Regions from separate parts of the Mus musculus genome. Here region 2 is linked to region 1. The links are chromatin contacts, called in public Hi-C maps. All regions are on one chromosome and are shown on one strand. Each heading gives the region's core, a stretch centred on a gene start, on an enhancer-like site or on the middle of the called end of the contact. The rest is flanking DNA. Distances are from core to core; before and after follow the strand shown.

Region 1 (5,404 bases), core at 2,113-4,612:
GCCTCGGAGGAAGACTGTCTCCATGACAACCTAGGCCAAAGGCCGTGGCTACTCTAGGGAAAGGGCCAGCCTGGCGGCGCCTGTGGGGACAACATGGCAAGCAGCAAGTCCGTGCCCAGCCTGGCATCCAGCTCAGACACCGGGACACTTTCCCTGGCCTCCACCTCATTGCTCTGGCCTTGGCAGACCCAGCAGATGGGCACTCTGCAGGGCCCTGGAATCAGCACAGCCGGCTCCTCGTGCGCTGGAGGACAACCCTCTGTCTGGCCTAGGCTCCAGATCCAGGAAATCCTAGATTGTGAAGCTCCAAGGTGGCTCACCTCGTGGAAAGCAACCCAGCCAAACGGGGTGCTGCTGGCAGGAGTGACAAAGGGAGACTCAGCAGCCACCGGCTCCTTGGTAGACTTGAAATTTTTCTGCCCTCTCCCTGAAGAGCCTCGCCAGTATCTCTGTGAGAAGAGGCCTGTTTATCCTTCTCTTTCCCATGTCAACTGAAGTGTAGAGAGGCCAGCAGCTTGTCCATAGCCCCACCATTAGAAAGTTCCAGAAATGTATTCTGATAGCTCCATCTCTCCTCCTGCCTCTTGTCCAGTACATGTCTCACTCCTGGGCCGAGGGTGGGTATCTGCTGTACTCTTCCCTCTGGCTGATCCAACTCTTCCTCCTCATCCAGTGTGTTCCATTGTGGGCCTTACCCTTTGGATGCTGATGATGACTCCATTCTCACAGCACCCCTGGGGAGGCAGTGTTGCTCCCATTCTTCAGGTGAGGAGGTGGAAAGATACCAAGTTAGGGAGGAGCAGAGGAGGCATAGAAACCAAGCCCATGGGACTCTGAAACTCTAAACTCTTGCTCTATGCCATGGGATCATGTCTGAGAGAGGCGTGGGAAGGGCGCTGTGGGACACAGATGAGGGAAGAACACATTAACTTCAGCAGTACTGAGTGGATGGGGTGGAGGGGTGGGAGGATGCAAGAGCAGAGGACACGAGAATGTTCCAGCAAAAGAGACAAAATTCCAAGCAATTCCCAGAAGCCCTCACTCACCCATCACCTGACTTCAAGTGCGTGGCACTTTCTGATTTCTTGGAAAACAGGAAAATTATCTTGTTGAAGTTCCTGTGTACCCATACCTCAGTAAATATTTGTTGAATATCAAAAATCGAACAAAGCATTTTGTCCTCGCCTCCCTGATTTTCCAGCAAGAAAGAAGTGTGTATTGAATGAGCCTACCTCGTCCCAGGTCCTACCCGCCTGAGAAGCATAGGTGCCAATTGCCTCCCACCAGCTTCTGTCTGACGTCCTTCCCAGCTGTGATACCGTGCAAGCCTTTCTTCTCCACAGAAGGCCTCTAGAGAACTTTCCAACTTTCCAGGCAGCGGCTGTGAAGCCACTGTAATAGTGTAATGGTGTAATAATGTCTCCCTCTCTGCTCCTCTCTGAAGCCTTCATTTCCTCCTCTCCCTGTGTCCTTGCTGGCTTCTTCCCTGTGCACAACTGTCCCTTAAACTATGATCCCGGCTTTTCCCAGACTCTGTCCCCGGACCTGAGGTACCCTTGTCCCTTAGTGCCATCCCCCACCTGTTCAGAGCCATGTGGGTGAGGGGACTTTCAGGAGAAGAAAAAGTTTGTTTTTTCTTCAAAACTAAAGAGTTCATTATTCTTTCCTATTTTGATTCTAAAAGCAGTCCGTTGGTGAGGGAAAAAAAAATTCTGTGAAGTCACATTGCTTCTATGTGAATGAGGCAAATCTCTAGCTCCTGCCTCAGTTTCTAAAGTGTGTCAAAGAGAAATGAGAATAAGCGCATCTTCTGTGCACAAGGATGTTTTTTATGTTCAGATCTGCTCAGCATAGCTTTGCCTACATCCCTGGTGAGGAGTTGGCTGCATATCCATCTACCCAGAGATACTGTTGATGATGCTCATTCATGCGTTAGACATGGTTTGATTTGCCACTGGAAAATAAACGCAGGATCATAGTGGGCACAATGGATGCTTCATGCTGGCCTCTCCTGCCTACCCTACTGAGGTGTTGGCTGCCAACTCTAACTCCCTGCCCACTAAGTTGGTCAGCAGGAGGCATCAGTAGCTGGGGTATGGGAGGAGCGTGAGGTAAGGGCGGTGGTTATTCCTCTAGTACCGTCTCTGTTGGCTTGCCAGGGCTGGCTGTGTCTCTTCTAAGGCTACAGTTCCCAGCAAGCTCTGTTTCCATCACTTGCCCTTCAGCCCCACAAGCAGTTACAGCTTTTGTCCATTGCTCTTGGGCAATGCTCTTCGGGAGTCCTTGCTGCCTTTCCTAACTCTGCCCACACCCATAATTCCCGATTTAAACCTTCCTCAGGTACCTAGCTGAATGTCTCACCCTCCTCTTTTAGACAGGGTCTCATGTATCCCAGGCTGGCTTACATTTTGCTTTGGTGACCAAGGTGACCTTGAACTTCTGGCCCTCCTGAGTGCTAGAATGTAAATATGCACCACCACAGGCAGTTTATGATGCCGGGGCTTCATGCACGCAAGGCAAGCACTCTACCACCTGAGCTACCTCTCCAGGCCCCGTTCCGTCTACCTCTTTCCAAGGCCATAATTTTAGGTAAATTAAATCCATCTGTATGTACAATAAGAAAAGATGTTTGCACAAATGTGACTGTCTCAGAGCCTTAGCATTTTATGTCTTTTTTTTCCCCCTGAAAATTTTAAGCTTTTAAAATAATAAGTGGGCACATCTTAGTAAAAAAACACAACAGTTGCTGTGAAGGTCAGATAAGGGGTGGATATAAATGGTGCTTTGGGTCGCAGTGAGTGGGTCCAGGGTGGGGGTGGGGGTGGTGTCAAGGATGTTCACACTGAGACCTGACTCCTCATTTTCTTCAGTTATGGGGTGGCTGCCCTCTAGAGTGAATGTAAAAGTACCATCCCCCACACTGGATCTGTTCATCTCAGAGCACCTGAGTACACAGTCAAGTTCATACCTGCTCTTTCCCATCTCCCACGTTAGCAATTCCAGTCTCCGTACACCCTGCCTTGTCTCCATCCCTGTGTATCCAGTTCCAGAGAGGACCCAGGAAAAGCCAGGGCTATGAGCTTGCAGAGAAACTGCCCTGTTGGTCTCATGGGTCAGTGTCTGTGCCAAATGAAAGGGAAGGCTTCCAAAGGAATGCCTTTTTCTTTTACTTTTTTTTCTGTTTTGAACTTGGCAATGAATTAATCATTGTTTATCGGGGCAGTGCGATCCTTGCTCCCAGCAATGGTGCTAAGACTTAAATCACAGCCCTTCGGGGGTGGGGAGATGTGGAAAGAGCTAGCATAGCTTAAAGCCCTGTTCCTCTAACACAGGAAAAAATCTCCCTGTTTTCAAGTGGCTGGGAGTGGACTCTGGGCTATTTATAACCTGCTGCTGAGCCGAGGCCTTTGTTTCTGCAGCTGGCCTGGGAGATAATCAGTGCAGTTTTTTTTTTTTCTTCTCTAGCCAGGTCTGCAAAACAGACCCCTTCCTCTGACAGTTCACCCCACCCCTTCCATCCAGAGCCTCTGAGCCTACCCTCCCTTGCTTGGCTTCAGTTTCCAAGAAAGTAAAGGGTGTGCTTACAAGCAGAGAGGCCAGTGTATCTCACTCAGCTCAGAGGGGAACACGAAGGCTTGTGACCTGTTGGCAGATGGATCTGTCTAAAATAGGCCTGGGGAATGTCCACATAATTTGGCACAAAGGGCCCTTAGGAGCTATGGGGAAGGGGCACATACCACAGGCTCCATTGCTTCTCTCAGAAGTTGCTCTGGGTAGAAGAACAGGGTCCCAGAAAGGGCAAATTCTAAAGGCTCCTCACATTGGATGTCTTGGCAGGAGAGGAGCAGAGGCCAAGGTTCTCATGTGAGGCGCCAATTACACGAGTCTCAGCCTTGTCTCTTCCCCACAAGGTGGTGACCACAGGCAGTCTCCTTCACAGCTCAGGACCTGCTCCTTATGTATATAATAGGGGTCTAAACTCATGGTGTCTCCTCACTTTTAAATCTTTACTTATGAGTGTGTGGATATGCACACACCTGTGTGTATGCCAATGGAGCGCAGAAGAGGCTGTTAGAGTACCCTGGACCTGCGGTTAGAAGCAGCTCTGAGTCACTTGACATAGGTGCTAAGAATGGAACTCCAGACTTCTGGAAGAGCAGCAAATGCTCTTAACTACTGAACCATCTTCCCCATAGAAACAGAACTTATCTTACAGATATACACCCAATAATGGTTAGAGTGGAGTTGGGGATGGTTGAGGCAGTAAGCCTACCCATTTAGTATCTTCTTGCTTGACCTAATAGGTGACTGGTGACCAGGAACCTAGGATTTCTGAGAGTTTAATCCTAGAGACTCAATGGCTTGGACATTCTAAGATTTGAAACTCATTCATTCTTCACATAAATATTGAGGGAACCCATACCATGGATCAGACTGGCCTGGGCACTGGACATTAAAAGATGAGTAAGAAAACCAATTCCTTGCCTCCTGGGTCTTTCAATCTAACCAGAGAGAAAAAAAAGAGTTAATGGACAAACCATATGTACATGTGCATCAGTTTTACTGAATTCACTGATGGGGTCTTCCCCTACACCCCACCTTCTGCTATTCGAGTCTATTAGAGGAATCCAGAAGGCAAACATATTTGAAAGTAGGGTCTTTTCAGATGTATTTAGTTAAGATGAGCTAATTGCAAAGAGTAGATTGGGCCCTGAATCCAATGTGACTTGTGTCCTTATAAGTGTAATGACTAGTGTTGACTGTCAACTTGACAGGCACTAGAATTACCTGTGAAATGGGTTTCTGGGCTTATCTATGAAGAATTATCTTCATCAAGTTAAATGAAGCGGTAACTGTGGGTGGCACCATGCCCTATGCTCTTGGACTGTACCAGCCTGGAGAAAGCAAGCTGAGCACTCAAGTCCTTGCATCCTACTGCTCTCTTCTGACTGAAGAAGTTACACAACCAGCTGCTTCAAGCTCCTGCTCCCCCGACTCTCTTGTCATAATAGACTGGACCTTTAACTGTAAGCTAAAATAAACTCTTTTGCCCCTAAATTGCTTTTGTCAAAGTACTTATCACAGCAATAGAAAAATAAACTAAGACATGAGGGGAGAAGAGACCACAAAGTCAACATGGGCCAGATGGCAAGTGATAACCAAGACAGAGACAGGGCTGCGAGCTAAGGAGCATCACTGTGTCTTAGTTAGGGTTTTATTGCTGTGAAGAGAAACCAGTCCATGGCAACTCTTAAAAGGACAGCATTTAATTGGAGATGGATTACAGGTTTAAAGGTTTAGTCCATTATCACCATAAAGGTGCACAGACAGTCATCTGAGTTCCACATCTGGATTGGCAGGCAGCAGAAGAGAGAGTGACACTGGGTCTGGCTTGAGCATTTGA
Region 2 (5,404 bases), core at 1,332-3,831, 630 kb after region 1:
GTTTGGAAGCTGCAGGTTCTCTGACTTGAACTGAGTTTGTGTGTGTGTGTGTGTGTGTGTGTGTGTGTGTGTGTGTGTATGTATGTGTCTGTGTGTGTCTGTAGGTGTATGTGTGTCTCTGTGTCTGTCTATATGTATCTGTCTCTTTGTGTGTGTCTGTTTATGTGTCTATGTGTACGTGTGTTGTGGCTATGTGTGTGAGTGTATGTATTCCCACTTCATATGCAAAGGAAATGGGCTCACAGAAAGCTTAAGCTATTTCCTCAAGATGGGGTTGGGGACAGAAGAGAAGGTGCCAGAGGAGGGAAGGGAGGGGAGAGAAGAAGACGGGAGGGCTCACTTGTCTTGACACACACCAAGGGCAGAGTTCCATTCTGCACCTGTGAGTGTCCTCATTGTCATGGAATGTTAAGGAGCGAAGTGTTAGGTGGGGGCTGGGCTTTTGTTCCACAACTAGCCTTACCTATCTGGGTGACCTTGGGGACACAAGTTCTATTGCCACACTTGAATTCCCTATCTGTAAAAGTGTGGTGAGGTGTGCATAATTGACACAGAGCTTTGAAAACATAGTAGGCATCATTAGAACATACTGGAAAACTTGTTATAGGGCAGAGTAGTGACACCTGCCTTTGAAGTTCACATTCACAGGTGTAGGGAGGCATCTGGGAACCTGCATTTCGGACCATTCTAATTTGTTCAGGACGCTCACTTTGAGGGGCCTGGACTGGGATTATCTCTAACATTCAGTGACTCTGTGTTTAAAGGGCTTCTGGACACCAAGTCCTTTGCCGGATGATCAGCACACAGACAGATGCATCAGATATAGCATCCTTCTTCTGTGCCTAGCAGTGAGGGTGTGGACATAGTCAGAAGCTGAGGCAGCCCGTGTGGGCTTCAAGGAGCAGGCACTGGGGGGGACCTTTGAGTCTCAGCTGGCTCTGATTTGCAGGCGGCTGGAAGGAGACTTCTGGGGTGAGGGCAATCGTGGGGTGCTTCAGACATGGCCTTCAGGGAGAGCTTCACAAAATACTCCTTGCATGAGCTCTGGCTTCAGTGCAGCTAAGGGACAAGTCTAGCGCTGCTCTCTAAAGCCATTGAGGCCAACCAGTGGGTCCTAGAACACTGGAGAGGGTGGTTCCTGGTGGCCTGCATCCCGGGACCACAGTCATGCAATATAGCTTACACCTATACCTATATCATATCGATTATTATGTATGTACACATAAATGTACATGCACACAATTTTTATTATGTAGAGTGTATATTTTCAAAGTCTCTTATGTGCTACTGTTTGTATATGGTCCCCAGGTAGGTTCTTGAAGAACATCCTCAGCTATTCATGAACTTCAGCAGTGGTGTGAAATTTGGGCTAGCACACATCTATGCTCCTGGGGATGTAGAGCAAGGCTTCTCATTTTAGTTCATACTGTAAAAACACTTTTTCAACTCACTTTTTCAGTGAATGTGAGATAAATTTCATACAGCCTGAGACAGCGCTGTTGCCTGTGAAATCAGCGTGAACGCATCCAGTCTATTAAGTAAGATGCTGCTCACAAAAACACATAAAATAAGGATGCGTTTGGACGGTTGATGAAATGATACGAGCAGAAGCTATGAAAAGCCTAACCCTCTGTTTCCCCTCGGAGCAATGGTTTAATAACTAAAATATCCATGGCAGTTCTATGGAACAAAACTACCATGAGAAATAGTTGACGGCACTTGTACTTTTCAATGTGTGTCCTTGGATGCTCATAACTGCGTGGATATGTATATTGATGGGTCTTCTCTCTAAGCTGGCATGGAGTGTATAACAAGCATGCTTAGCTGGTTAACTCACACTTTCAAGAGATGAGTGAACCTCCCAGCACAGGGAATCGTGAGAAGCTTTCCTAGTTCTCATTAGTCACAGAGCAAGCCTCACTCTCAGTTCAGCCATCCCTCTGCTGCCTATGTTTGAGCAAATGCCCTGAACTTTTCCTTGGCTGATGCGGACACACTTGACTTTAAAACCCTCACAAACCCTGTTTAAATACAAGCTTACAACCTGCAGAGATGGATGCCACGCTGTGTCCCCTTGTGGCATCACAAGACTCACGAGAAACTTTAAATCAGAGAGGGTGGCTCCCCTCTGCCATATCTGTGATGCAGTTGACCATTTCTTGCATTTGATGGGTGAGTTTGGCTTTTGTGGTAGAGGTGGCGATGGTACACTGTTCAGTGGGTCTTCTTCGGGACCCCTTTGTGAGAACACCAGAACTGAGGTCCCGTAATGGCTCTGGGTGAGGACGTGAGGAAGTCTGGGGCTGAGCCTTGGCCTCTGCAGGCTGAGGCAAGAGGCAAGCTCTGCTCTTTGCATCTGTGTTCTGGTTAGCCTTCTCCCTGAGGTCATGCCAAGCCTCTCCAGTGCATTTCTGAGAAATGTACCAGGAGCCAGAAAGCCCCCTCAGAATTTCACTGGGTTAGGGAGGGAGAAATAACCTCTTAGGTTACCAGGGCGATGACCATACAGAGCCCAAGAGAGTGGCTTCTTTGACCTTGCTGGGGACAGGTGGTTCTGGAGGGGAGCATCTGGGTGTTCTCTGGCTTCTGTCGCTGAGGGCAGACTCCTAACAGGCCTTGGTTGGTCAGTGGAGCGAGAGGGAGCACTGAGGCTGAAGAAACCAGAGGTTGGCAGTCATCCCACATAAACACGCTCTGTCGCTATGAATTATTTCCACGGTCTGTGGACGCTGGGCAGAATCTTCGACAGGCTCATTAATAAGAACCCAGAGGGTCTTGCTCTGGTGGCCCAGATTCCTTGGGGTTGGGGGTGCATGGAAGAGTGGGTGGGACATTTCCTTTTCCTCAGAGTCCCTCCCTCCCCCCACAGATTAGAAATTTGGTGTGCTTTCCTTCCCCAGGAGCATTTTTAGAGCGCTGCAGTCTCCTTGGGAAGAGGCTCTTGAAGGCTGTGTTTCACACATGGTCTCAGTGTCCTGACAGAGCAGATCCGTTTCCCAAGCTTCTCCATGGATACCCTGTCTTCTGCCCCCGACCTCTGTATCACATGCCTTCTCTGTTTGAACTCTTTGTTAGCATCCTTGAAAAAAAAAAAGTCATGTGTCATGCTCTCTGCAGTTTCCACTCCCCAGGGAAGGCTTGGGGCTTATTCCTTGCGCTACCATGGCTCTGTGTAGTAACTTGTGACCTGCAACCTAGCCATTCCCCAAGAGAGCTTGCGTTTCTTCAAACGCAATGCAAGGATCATGGCAATTCATTCCTTAAAAGCTTTGTGTTGGGACAAATACAACCCCAGCCTCACGCAGGCCTGGGGCTGGTGAGTCACATGACAGAAGCCAGCTCTTTATGATTTTTAAAAATATACTGTGGTTCTCATTTTCACACCATTGAAACTACTTGTTGTCTAGGACCCACTCTCTTGAGACTGGCTCATTGGAGTAGAGGACCCTGTCCTTCTGTCTGGCTCTGCCATCCTGGGTAAGTCTCCTTCACAGACTCAGTTTCCCCATCTGCTGATGGTGGTACTCAGCTCTCTACAGAGATCAAGTGATCACAACCAAAGAACACTTGGGATGTGAATGTGAGGAATGGTGTACAATGGTCTTTTGCCTTAATTTTCTAGCGTTTGAGTCTTCTTTACCCTGGATGGCTCTGTGCATCCTTCTTAGCAGCAGGATCTCTGGCCTGAAGGCCAGCCAAGCCTCCAGGACCTCTCATCTGTTGAACACTGAGCAGGCAGCCATGTGCCCAGAGGTGCTCAGTATATGAAGAGTAAACTGCACGGTAAAAGCCATGCATTTACAGAGCATGGTCATGCCACAGAAGCTGGATATGGAAAGATGGCAGCTCTATATGCATATGTAAGGTCAAAGCCCACAAAAGGCCTAGCAAAGGGCAGGGTGATCGTAATGCAGCCGCTGCATTATTCATTCAGAAAGGCAACCGTTGCTCTCTGGCTTTGGGAGACGAGGGGGAGAGTAAACAGACATGGGTCCTTGAAGGGACACAGTTGAACAGCTTAGGGACTGACCTGACTGGGGCAACAGGGAATAAAAGAAAGCAGGCACAAAGGCACAGGCGCAGGAAAGCTGGGACCAGGTGGGTCATGTGCTCTGATAGAACTCAGCAGTTCATTTCATACACCCGTACTAAGGAGCTGGGTTGGCTGTCCACAGCTGAACAAGTGTGTAGTATGCAGCTGAAGGAGGAGGGCAGACTTAACTAGTCTTGGTGGGGGTCTCTATGGGGAGCAGTCTCGGGCTGTGAACACACGGGAGGAGGAAGCTGCCCTGGACATTTTCTGCCAGTATCCAATATCCATGCACCAGGGAAAGGCTTTCTAATTCCCGTGAGTCTGAGGCATTGGTGGCATTGACGTGACCACTTTCGTGGCCCTTTTCCTGTCACCAACAAACATTCACTCAGGACTTTATTCACTCCCCGCAGTACCAGGCATATACGAGCAGAAGCATCCTGTCACAGAGTGACGTCATCTTTCTGGAGTCATCTCCTCTTCCCTCGTCGTCCCACTCATTCCTCTCCTGTGCTGACCACATTCTGGGGAAGGCCTGGAAGAAATGGAAGCCATCCTTCACGAGTCCCCCACCAGGTGCTTGGCACGGTGCTCTGCATCTGATGTGAAGTTCGCACTAAGTCCGGGACTGTAATTCTCCTTTTGCTGACAGTGAAAGAGTCCTCAGGAAAGCAGGGTGCCTTTGCGCAAGGCCAACCAGCAAGAAACAGGACCTGGATGACAGAGCCAGCTGCCTCCCCATATGAGGGCACTGGGAGAAGCGGGGTAGGCAAGGAAGGAAGCGGAGTCATTCACTGCCTCAGGCAACAAGCAATAGATTTCCCTAGATCCCGTCTGCTAGGCACTTAGATGCTTGGAAGCTGAGGCTGCAGAAACTGGCTTCTTTCTGACTCAGAGGTGCCATCTTCAGGCCAGCGGAAGTGTTGCAAACAGGAACAAGCACCTGCCCCTCTGCTCTCCACTAGACAGGCACCACCAGATGCTGGCTGGGGAAGGGACCTTCCATCTTAAAATATTCCAGAGTGAGGCAGAGGGATGGACTAGCTCAGAGTTACAGAGTTAGAGATGGCAGAACAGGAGCTGCACCCCTATGACCCCGTCAGTGACCCCTCACTTTCCAGACTCTCTTTCATCATCTTTCATCATGCATCCTCACTTTCTTCCCACTCTCCTCTTCCTCTTTCTTCTTCCCCTTCTTCCTCCCCTCCATCCGACAGCTGTTATTGAGCACTTTGTAGGTTTTGGGCATAGTCTCCCGCCTGGGATAGGAAGTCTGGGTGCGGGAAAGTCTGCTCTCAGGGATCGTTGTTGAATTGATTAGTTGACATCGTAACTTTCCAACTATAGCTGAGATGCATAGAGCAAGTCTTA

Evidence for each region. A called contact is a pair of places that touch in the nucleus more often than the background predicts.
Region 2: a Hi-C map of the N1E-115 cell line shows a contact between it and region 1, with 4 times the contacts expected there. The contact joins two enhancer-like sites. A contact is called at or near these places in 1 of 39 promoter capture datasets (cranial neural crest) and 2 of 484 Hi-C or Micro-C datasets (the N1E-115 cell line and nephron progenitors).

What each region holds. Positions count from the first base shown.
Region 1 is chr15:59,194,544-59,199,947 of GRCm38.p6, forward strand. No RefSeq gene overlaps it. Among named protein-coding and RNA genes, the nearest start is that of Gm36617, 49 kb to the right of the region's middle. Within about 2 kb of position 3,363, at least 177 of the 459 cell types and tissues checked have an H3K27ac peak or open chromatin away from gene starts, as enhancers often do. A contact at or near this core is called in the N1E-115 cell line and nephron progenitors, where this site is marked.
Region 2 is chr15:59,823,715-59,829,118 of GRCm38.p6, forward strand. It overlaps Gm36819 (a long non-coding RNA gene), which reads left to right. Exons shown (of 3, transcript XR_384128.2): 2 at 3,408-3,477; 3 at 4,447-5,404. Among named protein-coding and RNA genes, the nearest start is that of Gm36819, 3.0 kb to the left of the region's middle. Within about 2 kb of position 2,582, at least 42 of the 459 cell types and tissues checked have an H3K27ac peak or open chromatin away from gene starts, as enhancers often do. A contact at or near this core is called in the N1E-115 cell line and nephron progenitors, where this site is marked.